2 separate regions of the Pan troglodytes genome follow, and region 2 is linked to region 1. Evidence: chromatin contacts called from public capture Hi-C data. All regions are on one chromosome and are shown on one strand. The core of a region is the stretch at or near the end of the contact, and the rest is flanking DNA. Distances in the headings are between cores, read along the strand shown.

Evidence for each region. Capture Hi-C pulls out chosen DNA fragments and counts their contacts.
Region 2: a capture Hi-C map of stem cell-derived neural stem cells shows a contact between it and region 1, with 7 times the contacts expected there. The contact joins two enhancer-like sites. A contact is called at or near these places in 6 of 7 Hi-C or Micro-C datasets (blood, induced pluripotent stem cells, a lymphoblastoid cell line and 2 more) and 1 of 1 other capture datasets (stem cell-derived neural stem cells).

What each region holds. Positions count from the first base shown.
Region 1 is chr4:57,799,994-57,807,156 of NHGRI_mPanTro3-v2.0_pri, reverse strand. All of the region lies in intron 1 of MAP3K1 (mitogen-activated protein kinase kinase kinase 1), which reads left to right. Among named protein-coding and RNA genes, the nearest start is that of MAP3K1, 19 kb to the left of the region's middle. Within about 2 kb of position 4,331, at least 1 of the 24 cell types and tissues checked has an H3K27ac peak or open chromatin away from gene starts, as enhancers often do. A contact at or near this core is called in stem cell-derived neural stem cells, where this site is marked.
Region 2 is chr4:58,360,544-58,368,118 of NHGRI_mPanTro3-v2.0_pri, reverse strand. It overlaps the pseudogene LOC100608916. Among named protein-coding and RNA genes, the nearest start is that of ANKRD55, 50 kb to the left of the region's middle. Within about 2 kb of position 1,343, at least 1 of the 24 cell types and tissues checked has an H3K27ac peak or open chromatin away from gene starts, as enhancers often do. A contact at or near this core is called in stem cell-derived neural stem cells, where this site is marked.

The DNA.
Region 1 (7,163 bases), core at 3,082-5,581:
AATATAATATATTTAAAATGTTAATTCATTCTTTCCCATATGCTTAAGTAGTCATGTGTGTCAGATCTTTTCAAGTACAGTGTTCTTGCATTAAAATAGCCTAGAAATTTTATTTCTGCATTCCAGTTCTGTCTTCTATAACTTTTTTTTAACCCGTGAAAATGGGATAAAATGTTGGGTTTTTTTTTTTTTTTTAGGATCATGTGTGTGAATTTGAGGTTCAGAGACTGCAGTCACTGCAGAGACCTGAAAGCCATTACTGTCTGTCCTCTGTGATTATATGTGTCCCCTGTGATTCCCACCTGCAGGATTAGGAATGGGAGGGAGAGCAGGGAGTAGAAAAGGGAAGGTGGCAGAATCCATCGCAAACCAGTGAACTCCAAAACCTAATCAGGCTTCTTTCTAGGCAGATTCTATGAGAGACGAAGACAGACCACAAAAAACCTAGCCCTAATTTTTTTTTAACCCATGATTTCTAATGTTTATCTATTTGTTCATTTTGTAATTCGAGTTTAATCAGACCAACTATCAGGCAGGCATTTAGTTTGCACTTTCAAAAATTGAAACTTACACATTTATTAAATGATATCCAGAATCATTTCCTTTTTCTTTTAGAACATTAAACATTAATCCTTTTGAGTATTGTCATGTATTTCAAGGTACTTATGATTGCTTATGTAGGACTAATGCAAAAATTAAATGAATTCCATGAGAATTCTTTTTTGACCTCACAAGAGTTAAGGAGACCTACTTTATGTGAAAGTGAGATTTTTATAGATAATACTTTGAAAACCTAAATTACTCTGATACTAAACAGTTTACTGTGTCTGTTAAAGTAAAAAACCTAATTGAATTGCAGTTGAAATTCAAGAGTCTAGACATTCCTTGTGGGCATATTTGATTTCCTCTTTCCCCTTTTAGCTGTTGGAGAGGGAATTGCCAGGTGTCTTTAGTGGAAAGATATTTAACCTGCTGTCTGACTGCTTATTGTGGTAGATGAAGTGTTAGCACTGGCTCAGGCTTGTGAGACCGTTCCCCATTACTGTCCTAACACTTTGGCAGGATTTTGAGTAAAGTTACTTTATTTAACCTCTTTTGAGTTTGACCTCATCTATGAATTAGAAATAATGATACCCTTCATACTTACAGAATTTGGGAAGAGCAAATGAGATGATGAACATAAAAACCTACCCTTTCAGAAGGGTAAAAATAAAATACTAGGATTTATGGTCATGGCATTTTAGAATTCGGAAGGACAACCTCCTGACTCTAAGCAGTAAAAGTGGCAAGCAAAGGGGGTTCAGCCATTGTTGAGAGATTTCCTACTTCAGTACAGTTGGGTCTGGGATCCAGCCTCAATCATCCTAGTTCACTGTCACTCTCCTACTGTACTTATCTGAAATGGCAATAATAGTTAACTTCCTCTGTGCTTGGTACACTGGATGCCTTATATAAATTGTCTCATTTAAGTCTTACATCATTCTCGTGAATTTTGATTCCCATTTTACATATGAGAAATCAGAGACTGTGAGAGGTGAGGTATCCTGGCAAGGTGGTAGCACAGCTAGTGGGTGGCAAAGCCTGAAACTGAACCTTAGCAGTTTGACTTCAAGCCTGCGTTCTTAACCTTTATGATTATCTCTGCATTTTTTTTTTAAATCAAGAGGTAAGTTTGTTTAATCAGAGCACAAATTTTATTATCTTGGAAAAATTATTCATTTCTTTGTCTTAGCTTTTATTCATTCTTCACATAGTGTATTATGAAGTCAAAATCATATGTAGTGATGACTTTTTAAATTAAATTATCTATTTAGGTCTTCCAAAAATACAGAAAACATTAGTGAAGCATTTTAAGTTTTTGTTTTGTTTTGTTTTTGTTTTGAGACGGAGTCTCGCTCTGTCACCAGGCTGGAGTGCAGTGGGGCTATCTCAGCTCACTGAAACCTCCACCTCCTGGGTTCAAGTGATTCTCCTGCCTCAGCCTTCCTAGTAGCTGGGATTACAGGCATGCACCACCGCACCCAGATAATTTTTGTGTTTTTAGTAGAGATGGGGTTTCACCATGTTGGCTAGGATGGTCTTGATCTCCTGACCTTGTTATCCGCCTGCCTCAGCCTCCCAAAGTGCTGGGATTACAGGCGTGAGCCACCGTGCTCTGCCATCATTTTTTTGTTTTTATATGAAGTTCTTCTAAAATAAAGCAAGTTATAAACACAAATACATTTAAATTTCAGTGTTTTTACAATGCCAGGGAAGAGACGTGGCTTCAGGGAAAAATATGGTTGAACTTTGTTAATACATACATTTTTTTTGCCAGCAAAATTGGAGATATGCTTGGTGTGCACATACATTAAAAGCAGTAATTGTTAACACTTTTGGAGTACTTCACAGAGTGCCTGCCCAGACTGTCTGACATGCTTCACATTTGGTGCCTACGCAGCCTTGCACAGTAGTAAGGGGAGAGTGAACGCTCATGACCTCCTGCTGTCTATGCACACACTCCCTCCCCCACAGTGCCTCAACTCACACCTGAGTATCTCTGTGCATGCTCCCAGGGAGCTTCCTGCAGTAGCTTAGGCATTCTGAAATGTGTGTCTTTACAACAAGACACACTTGTTAAAGCTCTTTACAAATGAGCCTTGGCGGGGGCGGGGAAAGCTGGTTTTCATTTCCAGTTATTTTAAATTTAGGCTTATTTCACACTTCAGCATTCTTTTAATTAATGTGTTTTAATTAAAAGAATTAATTATTCTTGGTTGGTAATGCCCTTTAATTTGAGTAAAGATGATATCTAAGGCCAGCATCTAGTATTAAGTTATGCCTAGATGGACTTCTGTTCATTTATTCTGTTACTGGTGGTTGTTCTTTACTAGTGAAATAAGTTAACGAATGCCTGCCTGTCACATGTGGGGCCTTTATTTTGTGTTCAGCAGGCACCTTCTTTGATAATTATAAAAGAGCTTAGTGACTGAGAGAATTCAGTAATCTTCCTGACCCCTATGCCTTCCCAACAAAGGAGATTATCTTTTAGTTTATAGAAAGGTCACTCAGGTAAAACTGAAATCTCCTTCAAGGCAAGATAAATATCTTTATCCTTAACTGTGTCTCTGACATGCCATTATTTTTTCTTCAATAATAGTAGTTTGCTGGCCCATAAGTCTTTTATGTGAACTGCTTATGGTTGGAAACTTAAACACTGTCACTTCAGCTCAGCACTTGTTTATTGACATACTTTCCTATGTGTATGTACTGTGCTAGGAACTGAGTGAGCCCTAGGTAAATGCTGGAGCCAGGGGAGATAAAAAGAGAGTTTAATTCTTGTGTTCTCTAGCTAGTTATTGATTACTTGTAGCTAATTTCATAAGAAACTCTTGGAGGAAACTGAAGAGTAGTTGTAGGTTCTACCTGGATGTGACAGGATTCTATGTGTATGCCTGGATATGAGGACAGCTTGTTGAATACTGCCTGTTAATTTGCTTTTGGGTGGATCACGAGGTCAGGAGTTCGAGACTAGCCTGGCCAACATGGTAAAACCCCGTCTGTACTGTACAAAAAATTAGCTGGGCATGGTGGCAGGTGCCTGTAATCCCAGCTACTCGGGAAGCTGAGGCAGGATAATCACTTGAACCCGAGAGGCGGAGGTTGCAGTGAGCTGAGATGATGCCACTGCACTCCAGCCTGGGCAACAGAGCAAGACTCCATCTCAAAACAAAGAAAGAAAAAAGATGAGAGAAATATTGTTGTGCTTTAAGAAAGCCTTTTAAATTAAAATGTGAGTTGACACCCCAGCCAGAATAAGGGTGATGGTGTCAGGTTCCTGAAAATGATTTTATTGTGTATATTTTACTTATATACAGCTTTTAAGAGAATAACTTGTATAAAATAAGATACTTAATTTTAGATATTATTATAATAAGTCATAACAAGTAATAAGATATAAAATTAAGTATCTTATTTTATACAAGTTAATTACTTATTAGTGGTAATTCCACCTGCAGGCTTGAAGTTTCATGGCCTCCAGTGTTTCTCTCCAATGGAACCTTTGCTCCGTTGAACCTTGGATGGCTTAGAATCTGGCACAGATGCTAAGGGTTGAGAAGTGAATGATAGTTCTGTTGGCAATCTTAATTCCTTGATGGGCAGGCCCAGGATCACATCCATACCTTAGAAAGGGTAGCAGGGAAATACTAGCTCAGCTTCCTCCCTGAAGAATGCCAGTATTTCCTGGAAAAGAGCTGAAGAGGATCCTACGGAGGAGCCTGAGACCACTGCAGGTTAGGAGACAGGAAGGCAGGGAAGAGGAGACAGGAAGGCAGGGGAGAGGAGACAAGGAGGCAGGGAAGAGTTGACAGGAAGGCAGGGAAGAGGAGACAGGAAGGCAGGGAAGAGGAGACAGGAAGGTAGGAAGAGGACTTTTTCCAAGGAGCCAGTGGTCCGCAGTAGGGATGCTGCTGGTTGAGGGCTACTGAGGACGTGGGTTAATGGAGTGATGGGAGTGGGACGTACTTTACTGAGGGATGAAGGGGAGGTGCGGAATCATAGGCTACTCTGGAGAAACCTGGAGAAGGAGGGAGATGGGAGAGAAATAGAAGCTAGAATGTTTGCAAAGATGAAGCATTTTGGGGTTTGGTGGTTTTTTGTTTTAAGATAAAAAGGGGGGGAATTTTACAAGCTGAAGAGATGGCACAGAGAGGAAAAAGTTTTATTTGTGGTTAAAGTAGTGAGCATGCTTTTCTGAAATGTCATTTCTCAAGGAGATGGCGGCTTGGAGGGGGTCAATTGATGGTTAATAGGAAGCCAGTCTAATGAAAAGCTAGCTATACCTTTGAAATAGGAAATTTGTAGTTAGAAATGTTTGTGTTCTCTTTGTTTAAATTGTAGCTTGTGGTATAACAAAACATTCACTCAACAAATTTTGTAAAGAATTGGCTGTATGCAGATACTAGGAAGATGGCAGTAATGAAACAGACACAAATCCCTGCTCTCAGAGAGATAATGTTCTAACAAAAACGTGTTTGTAAGTGTGCTCAGAACCCATTTCATGATTTCTGCTTGGTTTGTGGACTCGACTGAGGTTGATGTGAGCAGTTCCTGTAAAGGACCATCCCTATCCCAGGTTGTTCAGAGAATTGTTTTCTGTCCGAGCCCTCTGAGTGGCTCTTGTGTTTGTCTACCCTCTTCCTAATTGTCGCTTTTAAATACCTCATAGAAATACTCTCTCTCCATATTTCAACTTGGTCAGCATGTGTACCTGACTAGCAGCCAGTCAAATTTTGGTGCTGATGACATGGGTGTGGCAGTGCACGTGGGAAGGTAATTCAGGAATTACCTTTTTTTTGGTAATAATGTCAGAGTGTTAAAGTGATTAGTTTTTAGAGAATTAATTTCGGACCTATTTAGAAATACCCATGTAGATATTACTTATTCTCTTGCATACTGATAGGCTTTCTTGGATGGGGAAAGTGGTAGAGATGTGATTAACGCTTTGGGCATTTGTGCGGTTTATCTTGTCTCTGCTTCGGGTCGGGGGTGACTTGTTACTGTTTACATGAGGCTAGTTGTGTGGCACTCCCTAAACAGTTTATTGAAGTTTTGTCTTGTGTATGTGACTGTCATATTATGATGGCAGAGTTGTTGAGAACAGCTGCTTCAGCCTATTGTCAAACATTTTGGCCCCATCCATCCAGCATACTTCTTTTAGGGGACTGAAGGAAAAGGACCCAGGAGTGTCCGTGCAGACTGTCATCCTAGTAATGCTTACTTGGAACAGTGAACACAATCGATTCAAGTCTCAAGTCTTTTGATTTACCTTAATCCATTTGAATTTTGTATTTTAGCCACCTTTGTATCTTTGACATAAAACCATCACAGGGTATTCCTCCCAGAAATCTTGGAATAAAATTGACACTCTAGAAAATAGATGCTCCATTTTTTATGCTTATGCTGTGGTTTCAAATGTATCCTGCCAGCAGTATCCCCCCACCTTAAGCTAGGAGAATCTAGGTGTGAGGAATTTGGATTCGGAATTCCAGCACTGCCCCCCAGACATGCCCATTCACTGACCCTCTGAGCTAGTTCCCTTTCTTCCTCTTGGGTTGCTTCCCTAATAGGATGCACTTCATGGCTTTTGCATCTCCCCTCCCAGCCACAAGATCTTTGAATCTCTGAGGGTTTTCTTCAAGGCATTTTACTCCTACTTACCACAGGAAAAATCAACAGCCATTAACAAAATTATAGACATGGGTAAGTTCCTAAGTTAGGTTTTCATTGAAATATGTATGAGTCTAGACTCACGGTTCTTAGCTTCTTTACTGACCATCTCTTAGTCTTTTCCTGGGGTTGAAAGCTGTCATTTTTCCCAAGAGTGGTGTGGGAGCTCTTCCCTCTTTCTGCAGTGCCCCAGGACTAACAGTGGATACTTGGCATACACAAAGGCCTCAGTGAAGCTTATTTACATCTTGGAGATCTTTCTGGCGTAGAAGTTCATATTGGAAAGGCATTGCTTCCTCACAGCTTCCTATGTACAAATACTGGGCATTTGGGAGTCTGGATGAAAGATGAGTAAGACAAAGGCTTTGTTCTCAAGTAAAAGTCCAAGGGGAAAAGATTAATCCATTATTTTATTCAGTACATATTTATTGACTACCACCCTTGTGCCAAGCTTTCTGCTGGGGCAGGAGACATAAGCTTGAGACCCATTTCTGTCCTCACGGATCTCAAAGTCAAGAGTGGGAAACAGATAAGAGACCATTATAGCAGTGCTCTTTGCTGAGTGAGGACTGAGGAAGATTTCTTCACACTGAGTTTTAGGGGACGTGGCCAGCGGGGGAGGCTGAAGGCAGCACCTGGGATGGTTTCTCCAAGGGGACCCTAGAGCTTCAGTTAATGAGGTGAACCCTACAGAGTACTGACACCAAGAAATATGCCTAAGGAAAACTAGATAAACTAGGGTTTTATTTTTATTTTTTGCTTCTTCTGTATGCTAGGCAAAGTCACATTTTATTAGCTGTCAGTCTGTTTTCATTTTTCAGTTTAAAAGTTTTCAGGTTGATAACTTTGGTCCGGTATCAGTCAGAGTGATGATGAATTGAGTCAAAGCTGTTCTTTTAAAAAGAATATTCATATGCATGCCTATGAAAAAGAGCTGTCTTGTTTTAAAATGG
Region 2 (7,575 bases), core at 94-2,593, 560 kb before region 1:
ATCGGCCCCATGGGGTTTCTGGCCATGCAAGGAAGATGGCTAAATGGGGGTGCTAGCTCTCTGGGCTTGGGAGATGGAGTAAAAGCAGTGGGCAGGAGGGCTGAGGAAATAAGTCATTATAATGAGGCGGTGGGAGCCAGGTTTCACTGCAAGAAAAGAGTAATAAACATAGGAAAGGAGAAAGCTAGAATGAACGCTGTGGTCTATGGGATTAGGATGAGAAGTTTAGGTGTAAATTTAGAGTTTGCACTATGTGGGATTGGATAAAGAAACAAAACGTTGATATACATTTCTGTGAGTCTGTGCATACACTTTATATCTTCATGTGTGCGTATGTATACACATTCACACATGTACACAAATACATACATTTCCTAGCTTTGTACTAGAGAAATCTTGGGAGTAGTGAAATCCAATAACAAAGATCCTACCTAGAATTTAGTTTCTAAATATTATACTATTTTTCCATGAATATGGACCAGAATTCCTTGGAGAAATGGCAGATCTCACAGGTGGACCAGGAAAAATATGCCAAGTTTAAAATATCTTGTTGTGCCAGAAGGTAAGAAAGTAATCAAATAATGATGGCAACATAGAGGACATGGGACAGCCGGAAGGGGTGCCAGCTGGCCCAATCTGGGATGATTTGTGTGTCCAAGTAACCACAGTATTAGATTATATCCCATTGATTAAAATAGATATCCATGAGTCTATCCTGATATAACAAGCAAATGAACACATAAATGGAAAGAGAATGCTCTTTCCTAAAGTAGAATGCCAGCTAATGAATGCTGAAAAAATTAAGGACTTAGAGCAATTTGAGAACCATAGTAATTATTTTAGGCAAAATGCATCAATAGATTTGAAAGCTGGAAGGTGAAAGTTGAGTAAAGAATGGGATGTTTACACAGTCTAGGGGTATCTCTCCAGGAAACACTTGTTGACTGCAAAGTAAAAAAAGGTAATTGGTGGTAACTGGGAGATACAGGGTTTCTTTTTGGAGTGATGAAGACATAGTAGAATTAGATCATGGTAATGGTTGCACAACATTATGAATTTACTAATAATCACTGAATTGTACACTTTCAAACAGTGAATTTTATGTTACATGAACTTATCTTTAAAAAAATAAAATTAATTTGACAAATCAGTTACATACTCTAGGCCTGGGGAAACAACAGTCAAGAGGTAGAGTTAGCAGAACCAAGTGGCTCAGAGGCAGACCCATTGACTGAGCTCAACCCCCTGGAGATGGGCATTGCCTGGCTGTTGCTAGTGCCTGCCAGGGGGAATGGGAGGCTGGTTCTGGGGCTACTGAAAGCTGGAGCCAACTATGCTGCTGGAGCAATACTGCTGCTGGAGAGACACTCCCAGAAAGTGCAAAGACCAGGAAGGAGGGTCCCTTTCCTTCCTCCCAACCTCCAGTCACACTCTAAGGCTTCTGCCGGCAGCATCTAAGGGGAAATGAACCAGACGGCTTACCATAACTAAGAGCAGAGTATAGAAAGGTGGGCTTGGATCCAAGAGACAATAGATAAATAACCAACACGCAGAGAACAATGGAGAATTAACAGCTCATACAATGAGGGGAGAGGATTCTTTTCTCATATAATTATTTTCTTTTCTAAAAGAGTGATTCGTTAGATCTTAAACTAAATGTTGCTTAATTTTAGAAGAACTTCAGGAATATTTTTATAAATCAGAAAAAAATCTTATTCCTTTATATATGCTAATTCTACATCTGAAAACATTTTTCGGTTCTTACATTGCTCCCACCTCCTTGACCCTTAGGTATAATGGAGAGAATTCTGCATCCTAATATGCATATGCATTCCCACCTGGGTGCCTTTGCTCTGGGTGCCTTCCCACCCAGAGGCCCTTCTTTCCTCTTCTCTGCCTGAGTTCTATTCTTCTTCCATCAATGAAGCCTTTTCTATGCACATCAGTTAACAGTGACATTTTCTTTCCTGCTTCTGAGTCCTCATGGGACGAATTTCCAGGTTATGCTTGGACACACATTGTCTTGAGTAACCAGCTAAGTTTTCATAGATGTGTGCTCATGTCTATTTATTACATGGATGGTTCCTGACATGCCCAGACAGTGTGAAGCCTCAATGAATATCCGTTCATGACTGAGCCTCTATGGACATTTGAGAACAGCTTTAAAGTGAATAACTGTATAATAATTTTATGGAAAATATTCAAATTTTCCAGGAAAAGGGATGATCGGATGACAAGAACACCTCTGTTTCTGTCCCCATTATTTCTACTAGTCACCCACTTTTGCATGAGCCAGAGTTGATACTCTTATTAAATGCTTGGTGTTTGGAAAAGTTTGTGAGGCCAACATTTGCCTTAGGTACTGGTCAGACAAAGCTGAACCTGATGAGAGAGAAGGGGTCATCAGATTGCACATACTTAAAAAGTAAAGAAACTCTAGGTAGTCTTGCCTCCCACCCAGGCTTAAAGAGTTGGCATCAAGGTGCTCAAATGGACCCAACACAGAGACTGGCGATGCTTTCAGGTTTGGTTCTGTTTGCTGCTCTTGTAAACTCATTTTGTGTCCAAGTGGCTTGCTCTGTCAGATGAAACCTTGGAAAGGTAAAAAATACTTCTCAAGTCAAATTTTCATCTTCCTTTGAAATCTCTGAACCCATTAACTCGGGACATTAACCAGCACTTTCATGTTACCCACCTGAGACCACCTCTTGTTCAGCATCAACCATCTTTTTTTTTTTTTTTGTGAAAGAGCATGCTTTATTTGGAAGCAGAGTGCTGCACAGTGACCGACAGATGAAGGCCACACATTGGGCACTTACACATCGTACTCCAAAATACACACAGGATGCTTTGCTAATAAAAATCAATGGGAACAGGGATTCCTCTGGGCAACTCCCCCAACCTCATCCCTTTCAGGGGTTGGGAAATCTCCCAACCATCTTCCTGTTGGCAGCGGTGTTTCACTAGAGATAAAGCCCCTCAGGGATGCCTTCGTGTTTCTTATAAAGAACACTTTCTTTAGATTTTTTGAAGTCTTCATTTGTTGCTTTCATTCTATGTTCTCTTAAGGCCATCAGACCAGCTTCTGTACAGATTGCCTTGATGTCAGCACCAGAGAAGTCATCTTTAGCCATGATCAAGTCATCCAGGGTTACATCATTGGCCAGTGTCATCCTGCTTGTGTGAATCTGAAAGATGTGCTTCTTAGTCTTTTCATCAGGCAGGTGGAACACGATCTTCTTGTCAATGCGGCCTGGTCTGATAAGTACTGGATCCAAAGTTTCTATTTGTTTTGTGGCCATGATAACTTTCACATCTTCCCTAGAATCAAATCCACCCAATTGGTTCAACAGTTCCAATTCCAACATTGTTTGCTGAATTTCTCTCTCACCACCAGAATTGGAGTCATATCTTTTTGTCCCAATGGCTTCAATTTCATCAATAAACATGATGGATGGTGCATGTTCTTCAGCAACTTGAAACAATTGCCGTACGAGTTTGGGCCCATCACCTAGGTACTTCCGAATAAGTTCAGAGCCAACCACTCTCAAGAAAGTGGCTGAGGTTTGGTTTGCTACTGCTTTGGCTAACAAGATTTTTACCTGTGCCAGGTGGACCACAGAGAATGACCCCTTTAGGAGGCTTTGTACCCATCTCTTCATAATATTCAGGATGGGGGAGAGGAAGCTCCATAGATTCCTTAATTTCCTGAATTTGGTTGTCCAACCCCCCAGTATTGGCATAGGTCTCCTGGGGGGCCTTCTCCACCTTCATCATTGTGACCAGGGGACCCGCGTCATCCATCAGCACCCTTATCACCGCATGTACCTTGTGTCTGAGCAGAACCGAGCAGCCAGGTTCCAGCAGATCCTTGTCTACAAATGAAAGAATGCTGTCATAGTGTTCTGAGCCCACAGATGTAGACACAATGGCATGATTGTCATTGATGATCTCTTCCAAGTTTCCTACTGACATTGGGGTCCCCCTCAGATCATCCACTTTTGATCTTCCCTCCTCTTGCTTTTCTTCTAATAGTTTTATTTGATCCTGATTTCTAATGAATTCTTCCGCCATGAGAAGATAGTCTTTAATTCTCTCTAACTTCAGTAATTTTAACCGACACTGAGTGTGAAGGGTCACCAGTGGCAGTTTACTGGCAACATCTTGTCCCTTTGTTTTTTTCTTCTTTTTCCGCCACTCTAGTTGGTACAGGAGGTTACTACTTATTTTTCTTGTCCTTGTCATCCTTCTTGCCATGTCTAGGACCATGACCATCACCCTGACTTTGACCCACCTTGTCTTGGCCACTTGAGCTGCCACTGCTGGAAGTTCCTCCACCTCAACTATCATTTCTAAGTTCTTAATTTTTGATGCGTATTTTCTCTTGGGGATACTCACACTGGAAGGCTACCAACTTATATGTTTTCAAGAGAATAAACAGGTACTACATAAATGAATGAAGTGGGCTTGGTGTAAGACACTGGGGAGGGTAAAATATACAGAATGTCAGCTCTTGATGGGTGTTAAGGAGAAAAGTAAAGCAGGGAAAGGTGTTGGGATATGTACCTGTGGGACAGAGTAGGTGTGATGGTCAGGTTCCTGTGTCAGCTTGGCTAGGCTATAGTACCCAATGCTTAATCAAATACTAACCTAGGTGCTGCTGTGAAGGTATTTGGGGATGTGATGAACATTCACAAATAGTAGACTATAAGTAAAGCAGATTATCTTTCATAATGTGGTTGGGCCTCACCTCATCCCTTGAAGGCCTTAAGAGCAAAAATTGAGGTTTCCCAGAGAAGAAGAAATTCTGCCCTAAGACTAAAGCATCAACTCCCACCTATTCCAGCTGCTGGCCTTCCCTGCAGACTTCAGACTTGCCAGGCTCCACAATCCCATGAGCCAATTCCTTGAAACAGATCTGAGTGTGTATGCATGTACATATTCACATATATGTACACACACACACACATACACACATTCACATCCTATTGGTGCTGTTTCTCTGGGAAATCCTGACTGATCCAGGCTCAATTTTGGATTCAGAAGCTTTTGGACATTCAGTTTGCTAATTTCAAGTCTTTGCTCAACTGTCACATTCTCAGAGATGCCAGTCCAATCATTCTATTGAATATGAAAAATTAATCATCTTCCCAATCTGTATTCCTGATCCCCTGACCCCACTCTATTTCTTCCCACAGCAATGTAATTTTTCACATAACTGTGTTACTATTTGTTGTGTTTATTTTCTATCACTCTTAGTATATAAGCTTCATGATAGCAGGTGTCATAGGATGACTTCCCTGGGAACAAAACTCTGAGCTGGAGATTTGCGTGCAAGGAGGGTTATGGCGGCGGGTGCTCTCAGGCACAGCAGCCACAGGGTGTGAAGGAAGCAAGACTGGGCACAGAGAGGACTTGAACTGTGATTCAGTTGCAACAGAGGTCTCCACTGATTCCCAGGGGAGCCCTGAGGCTGGGGAAGTGCTTCAGGGATGTCCTGAATTGAGACAAAGGGGGCGGGCCCCAAATCAGCCAGTCATTGGATGCAGAGTGTCCCCAGGAAGGGGACACAGCTCCCTTTGGCCAAGGGCAATTCATAGGGAGGACTCAATGTGGGTCATCAGCCAGTAACAATCCTGGCAGCTGGGGAATGAGCAGAGTGACCCTGAACAAGGATCTGGGCAGTGCACCTGGCAGGCAGCAGCCATCTTTATTTCTCTATTGCTGCATCCTCAGTTCCCAGGACAGGGCCAGGATTGTTGAATGGATGGGTGGGTGGATGAATGAATGAATGAATGAATGGTTTTCAGAAAGGTCGGCATGTACAAACAGGATATGGCCACTGCTCTCAGTTGATGGGCAGAATGACAAGAGGATAAAAATAGAAAATAGGCTAATATGATCACAAAAACCATTAAGGCAGTAAAAAACAAAGAATGATAAATGAGAGAATAGAGGCTTAGGGCTATTCGAGGGAAGGGCAGTAAATACATTTATATGACAGGGCTTAGGGCTATTCGACGGAGGAGCACTAAATACATTTATATGACAGAGTTTCCATGTCTTACACACAGATCCTGAGCAGTTGTAGGCCCAGGGTGTGCTGTTACTGGCCTGAGCAGGACCCAGGGTTAAAGAAAGCATCCTGCGAACACAAGGAACAACTGGCTCCCGTGACAGAACTTTTAACAAGCCTTTTCTCAAATCTGTTGACTTAACGCAGGCCAGGGAATTCTTTGAAAGGCAACATGGCTATAAATCAGCAAGTTCTGCGAACATGCATTCCAGGGTCTTGGAGGAAAGGGCTGCACACAAAAGCACCTCTTCTAAGTCTTCAGGAATGCTGTGGTGAGTGGCCCTGGAGGTCTCGGGGTTAGACTCTGGGGCTGGGAATGAAAAGCATCCAGGAAAGGGGAGCAGGGAAGCCCCAGCAGAGCAGCGCAGCTTGCTTCTAAGGACAGCAATGGACACCTGGCACCCGGAGTGGTGCCTAGCAGATTCTAGTCACTCAATGAATGTCTGCTGAGTGACTGAAGAATAGTCAGGGACCTTGATTCTGGCCCTAGTTCTGTCATTCACTTGCCATGTGACCTTCAGGAAGTCTCTTTGCTTCTCTGAGTCTTGTTCATCCTGTCTGTAAAATATTGGGCTTAAGCACAAATGGAATCTTTGGGAATGAATGGCTCATGACAGTCTGAATTTATTTACTTTATTTATTTTTGAAATGGGGTCTCACTCTGTTGCTCAGGCTGGAGTGCAGTGGCACCATCATGGCTCAACCTCCTGGGCTCAGGTGATCCTCCCACCTCAGCCTCCTGAGTAGCTTGGACCACAGGCATGCACCACCATGCCCAGCTAATTTTTGTATTTTTTCTAGAGACAGAGTTTCACCATGTTGCCCAGGCTAGTCTCAAATTCCTGGGCTCAAGCGATCTGCCCACCTCAGCCTCCCAAAGTGCTGGGATTACAGTTGTGAGCCACAATGCCAGCTGAATTAAAAAGCATTTGAAGAGGTGCCTGAAGCTGTGGAAGGCAGGAGACATAAGAAGCCCATATGGCAGAGTTTCCTGAGCTAATGTGAGCACATGCGATGGTCAGGGGCTGCTAAGGGAAGTAAGCAATTCCTGCTATGGCTGCCACACCCCAGTGGGACTTGCAGGGGAATAACAGGACACTGTTGTGTCCACCACTCCCGGAGAAATGTCTCTTCCAGAGCTGCTGAAAACACAACAGATCTCCCTCTGGGGCAGCCTGACGCCAGAGGCCGAGGGGAAAGAGGAAAGTGCTGTCTGATGCCCACTGCAACTTCCATTCTATCTGAGGCAGGCCATTTCCTAAGGCTTGGAGGCTGGCAGAATGGCAATCAATTTCAGTCAACTGCCTGCTCACTTCCATCAGTGGCTTGATGTGGCACAAAGAATGACAGGCTCCCACTCAGAATAGGAGAGTTCAAATTCTAGCTTTTCTAACCCCTGCAAATCTGGCAACTGACTGAATTTCTCTGGATCTATAAAATGGGACTAATTCTATCTACATCACAGGTATGATTAAACTGGAGAAGATTTGTATAAAACC